Regions from separate parts of the Gasterosteus aculeatus genome. Here region 1 is linked to region 2. Evidence: chromatin contacts called from public Hi-C data. All regions are on one chromosome and are shown on one strand. Each heading gives the region's core, a stretch centred on a gene start, on an enhancer-like site or on the middle of the called end of the contact. The rest is flanking DNA. Distances are from core to core; before and after follow the strand shown. Region 1 overlaps itsn2a (intersectin 2a). Region 2 holds the start of ddx1 (DEAD (Asp-Glu-Ala-Asp) box helicase 1).

Region 1 (2,779 bases), core at 229-2,728, 68 kb before region 2:
CTCTCTGGGTAAAACTGGAGATAAAAGAGGAGGAATATGATCCACGCTATGGCAGTACGCCTCCAGAACCAGACCCAGAGCCACAACGTTGTCCTCTTCATGATGTCAAATCAGAAAATTAGAATCCTCAATGTTTGCTGGACGAACCACAAGAATCTGTCCGATGTCCGAACACGGCGAGGACCACACAAACACTCTCATACTCATTGGAGCTGAGGTTACAGATGCGATGAGAGCACTTGGAGCAAAGAAGAGCAAGAACATGTGCCCGATGACTCTCACAGGTCTGGAGTTCACAAACAGGAGGTGAGCATCACTTGATGTTCTCGGTTAGAGCCGACACAGACAGGTTAGTTTTAGGCTGAACGGTTGCTATGAAGATGTATCTGCTGGGGGAGAATGTAGATTATTATAAATTGGTTTGAAAGTATATTTTAAAAGTTTACTAAACCTTTCCTAAAAAGATGGATCGATCAGACTAAAAGGTTTCCGTGCATTAGCTGTCAGTATTCATGTTTTGAAGCTTCGTTTTAAAGGCGGTTTGATTGTGCCACAGTTGGACTTTAGTTAAGATCTTTCCTTTTGTTCCGTGGGGAGAAACGGTCATTTTTTAAGTTTGTAAGAATTTGTGAAGTATATTTTTTACTTTATTCAATGGATAGCAGATACGTGTATTACATTGTTTGTTTTTTCAGTTGTTCATCTTTACGTTTTCTACCACTTCATATGATACCATGCCTTTTCTGATCTTGCACCTTCAGTCATCCTATTCTATTTTTTTTACAAATGGAAATACTACAGTAAATTACTAAAGTTCTTTTTCTTGAAGCTGTTATGTAAATGCATAAAGAATCATTGATTTCATCATAATTTGATTTACACAGCAGAAAGTAACATTTCCTGTATCTTGATATGTTGTCATAATTTTCTCTTCTGTTTAAGTTCATTTTATAAAACCATTTTTAAAAGCATCCTTTCTACCGTGTAATCCTTTTAAAATACATCAATGTCTACTATATACACAGGTTTGTAGATCATCATTCTTTTGGCATGCTAAATCAGCAAATATTGTTCTTTACTGTAAATTTGTATTCAACATTTGAATCTTATCAGACCTTTTCTGATTTTATACTTTGTGTATATTGCAAAGCGAAGTGCGTGTGATGTAGTTGTTACAACCGAGAGGAGCATCAGAATATTGTGAAATATCAGGATTCATACAACTTTCACTCGTCATCCATCATTTTGGGTCAAAATGTAGCTTATCTTGTACTAGTCACAGAAATATTACCATGGCATGCAATAGAATTACACACTTGGCAGAAGTAGCCTGCAACAAGGGGAAGTGAAAACTATCCGCCAAATTAAGTCCTAGGTTACTTCTGACTCCTAAACGATCAAGTTGTCCCTCGTCTCACTGTCTGAAATCAAAGCAGTGAGAGCTACATTATCTTCTGTTTTTCTGTTTCTCTCTTTGTCTCCCCAGGAAGATCGTCGTGTCTTCCCCATTTCCAAAATAAAGCCCCAGTGTGGGTTAACTGTTTTCAAGCACAAGGCTCAAAATTAGGCTTTTTTTCGTTGAATGACAAAATAATCTAATACAGTTAATATGACTAATATTTATAGTATTACTACTGCTAGTACTTTAAAAATTCCGCTTTAATCACAGACGCTCCGTTTCTAGACACTTTTATTCTGAAATGACTAGTTAATTCATCGTCGTCACTTCCTTTAAAGGTTCCGGACCCTTCTTTATTCCCGTTACCGTAAGTGTTTCTAATTCTCCAGTTTACACATTTGAAGCCTTGTTTTACACAAGAATACGTCATAAGGGAAACACTGCGTGTAGTTAGCAGCGACTATTATACCGCCTCCCTTAGTTACGTATTGCCGTTTGTTTCGTACCTTTTTGTCCATGATCGTGCCTGTCTCAAAATGCCCGAAAGCCTGTTAACGTTGATGTGATTGTGCTTCTGAAAAAGCGATTGTTTTATTAAATTAAGCATATACGATCGAAAAGGACTTCTGAGGAAGGCAGTTTGTAGAGTCCACTGCTTCTTATTAAAACTCAATGCAACCTCTGGTAACTTTAGCTGCAGCCCCTGCATATTGCTGCTGGAGAAATCACACTAATCTCATCTCTAACAAAATGCTCGTTGTTTCTTTCCAACTTTTTTGGCCACCGTGTTAAGAGTTTAGATCGAGTTCCTCACATTTGAGAGGCTGTAAGCGTAAAACCTATGATATTATAGTCTGTTAAGTATATCCCGGCTGAGATATGTATGTTTTTTTCCCCTGAACTGAATACAGATAAGGAAGATGTGGAATGATACATCACCTTAATGGACAACATGGACACCTGCAGTCAGGAGGACCAAAAAGAGATGGATTCTGACAAAGTATGGCAGTGGCGCATTACGTGTGGAGAGGAAATATCCAACTTCAACATAGTATCCAACACAGACAACAATTCTGAGTCTGATCTACACTCGGGCAAAGTCACAAACTCAGGAATCTCTGGCAATCAAGCTTACTTGGAAGCAAGTAGTCTGGGTGTTTGTGAGTCTGCCCTCACCACCACCACCACCACCGACAAATCATCAAGTCTACCGATTGTAAAGGAAAGCGCCAGGTCACTGATGTGTCAACCTGATGAACGAGGGGTTGGTGGAGGTGAAGAGCAAAGACAGACTCCAACTGAATGTGACTTAAAACAAGAGGAAACCGGAACGGAGAAAAGCATGTGGAAATTGAGGGCAAATCGTGTAAAACATATCCT
Region 2 (3,120 bases), core at 77-2,576:
AAAAGGATCCATACAATGCAAGTCTATCAAATAATGATTTGGTTCTCTGTGAAATGCACGTATGTTGTCATGTCATCCGTATTTGTCTTTTACTGAACATCTTGCATTACACACCTTTGGAGACCCCTTTTGTAGAGCGACAGCCATGCCACTCTTTAAACTCCCTGCTCTGGCAGCACAGACCATCTGGACCAATCGCTGTAGAGGCATGAAAGGAAAAAGTGTGAATGAATAGCGATGACAAATAACAGAGCTGAAACGTGGCATTCCATGCTCATTTTCACCCTCGTACCAAAGGCAGCGCTGCGGTCATAAGGATTCATCTGCCAGTTGTTGAAAACTGAACAAAAACAAAGAAACAAGTAGGTAGATTAAATGTCTGCAGAAAGAAGCCACTGATGTTATATTTATTTGTATTATCATACTGGCCCAACTAGGTATATTGGACCAGAGCTCTGTCCAATGTTATCGGGAGCTTGTATAAAAAAAAGTCACTGACTGAAACCTACAAAGTCACTACTATTTAAGTGGTCTCACTAGCTCCTCCAGTCTTGATGGAGGATCTGCCCCTCTTGCCCTCTTGCTCATCCTTCAGGGTCTCATACACAATCTGGATCACAGGGATAGTGAAGGCCTGAGGATGACAAGGATTGCACACTTTATTACGTAATTCGGACTGATGTTGTTGATGCAAACTGCGGAGGTACAGTAGTTCTTTAAAACTGAGTAGATGTCAGGTACTTACGCCGGTTTTACCGCTCCCAGTTTCAGCTGCCTGAAAAAAAAGAAGAGTAAAATATATGTCAAACCTGCTGCGTACAAACATTCTTTTGACAAGCAGAAGCAAAGAAGTAAATATACCATAAGTACATCTCCTCCACCAAGAATAAGGGGAATGGACTCGGCCTGGATGTCAGTAGGTAGCCTGAAATCCAATGGTTGAAACACATAAGTTAGTTGTCAACTGTAACTGGTGACAACAATATGGACATAACGTCATATGGCGATATGGATAGTATTTTTAAAGTAATTACAGAAAGCCACTCGACTTACAGCCAGCCCAGCTCTTCCACAGCCTGCGCGATTTCGGGCATAACCCCCATTTCTGTTGGACAAAATATATATTATTCAGTGAGCACGTAGCTTTTTTAAAACTAGTTTAGAGATTACGTAAAATACGATTGCGACGTCAACGTGAAGTTGATAAAGCTATATTCTTACCAGAGAACGCTGCCATTATTGCTGCTGCGAATGCAGTTTTACCGGATGTGACGTGTAAGTGGGTAGTGTAACTGGGATAGCCCGCCAGCAGAGCAGCCTTATGACATTGGTTCCGGTTGGTAAAGTAATTCCTAAAATAGGTTAAATATTTTACTATCCATTTTACTGCTGAGTTGAGCTACATAAGCATATGTTTACGTTAATATCATAATATGTAAGTAGATATTAAGCCACGAAAAAGCCTATCTTCAGGGTTTTGTCTCCAGACGCGGGTTCCTGGTGTATTTTGTCCAGTGATACTCGCCGTAGAGTTCTTGACAGCCTGTTCAAGTAAACATGGCTGAAGAAAGTCTGATTGAAGGCGAAGATGAGAACATTTTATACGATTTACTCGTCATTACCGAATGGCCGCCAGAGACCGACACTCAGGTCTGTGAAACTTCCATTTTAAACATTTTCAATTCAGTGTGTAGGTCTTTCTTGAGAATTTATTTGGAAAAACGGCCTCCAAAAAACTGTGCCGCTCAAAGCCACGTAGCATACAACCAGAGCCACATTTCCATATGAATCTCTATTTAACACTGTCATACGGTGTAGCATGATTTCTGATTATAATACAAGTTAACGTCTGTTTTCATCTGTGAGGACCTCATAACTTGCTTAATATAGAAAGCTAAATGGACTAGCTAACATTAACTGTCATACTTTCATCAAAGTCAACCCGAAGACACCGACGCAACTAAGCTAACATGTCACTTTCTATCGTTTGCAGTTGCGAGGTAACAAGGAGCGCAACACGTCACTTATTGCAAAAGCAGTGACAGGTAAGTTCACTTGTAGTCTACCCCAACGTTAGTTGTGATACCCAGTATGCCGAAAGGGGGCACTAGATCAAGGTAAATAGGCTTATTTACAGGTCCTATTTGTCCTTAACGGCACGTCCTGACCTTTATTTAGGATGTGAGGGGGTATGGCCTATACTGGATAAATTAATTAGCTTATAGTATCTTTGTGATTTTTCTACTAAATATGATATATTTCCTACAGGGCCATTCCGCTTAATCCTGCACTACTTGTGGTACAGGTAAGTTCATCACTATATAGTGTGCCGGGAGTCCCTGACATGCACAGTCCCAAAACAATTATGCCAAAACATGTTTTGGTGAAAAGAATGTTGAAATATGTTAGGTCAAAAAATGCTATAATTAGGTTGAAAAATATTTTTTTTATAAGGTAAAATATCTTAAGTCAAAAAACGTATTTAAAAAAAGTCTGGATATATTAGGTTGAAAAAGATTTTGAAAAAAATCAAAATATATTAGATAAAAAAAATGTACACAGTAATTATTGTGCTTTGGGCATAATTGCTTTGTACAGCATGAATATGACAGGAAACCTTTCTCCAAAAGCATTTTTGTTGTTTTTTTGGCCTTAATAACAACAACTTTCATTGTTTTTTAAGTGGTATTTGAATTAGATAATTGTGTATGATGTATGACATGTTACATCATATGATGGCCTTGATTATTCCCATTCTGGCTTTCAATTGTTTGCTAACTCAGATTAAAAGGAAAGTTTGTACATAATCATTTGCAACTGAGACTAGTAGGACAACACTTCTAATTCTCGAAATAACTTTGTTTTTATAGACGCACTATCCTATATTGAAGATGTATACTTATCTCACCCTGCTCTTATTGCCCATCCTGTTAGCAAATGACTAGATGTGGCCCGCTGTAGATTCTGTAATGCTGCAGCATCAAGACCTGCTTATCGTCTCCTTAGGTTGTTAGCTAGCACCTCAATAATCTGACTGATTGCCCTCCCATTGTGTGACAAACGTTTGACTGATTTGATTGTAACGGAGTATAATTTTCCTTTAATGTAATGCAATTTATA

The links. Hi-C and Micro-C count contacts between places; a contact is called where the count stands out from the background.
Region 1: a contact with region 2 is called in a Hi-C map of skeletal muscle, with 4 times the contacts expected there. The contact joins the enhancer-like site here to the promoter of ddx1 in region 2. A contact is called at or near these places in 4 of 6 Hi-C or Micro-C datasets (liver, skeletal muscle and whole body).

The regions. Positions count from the first base shown.
Region 1 is chr18:12,208,005-12,210,783 of fGasAcu3.hap1.1, reverse strand. All of the region lies in intron 2 of itsn2a (intersectin 2a), which reads left to right. Among protein-coding and RNA genes, the nearest start is that of itsn2a, 7.2 kb to the left of the region's middle. Within about 2 kb of position 1,478, at least 4 of the 9 cell types and tissues checked have open chromatin away from gene starts, as enhancers often do.
Region 2 is chr18:12,139,724-12,142,843 of fGasAcu3.hap1.1, reverse strand. It overlaps ddx1 (DEAD (Asp-Glu-Ala-Asp) box helicase 1), which reads right to left and starts at 1,326. Exons shown (of 26, transcript XM_040160284.2): 1 at 1,222-1,326; 2 at 1,054-1,105; 3 at 862-925; 4 at 746-775; 5 at 538-634; 6 at 293-340; 7 at 115-198. The coding sequence starts at 1,237. nbas (NBAS subunit of NRZ tethering complex) reads left to right here and starts at 1,339. Exons shown (of 53, transcript XM_078093309.1): 1 at 1,339-1,650; 2 at 1,994-2,045; 3 at 2,269-2,305. The coding sequence starts at 1,558.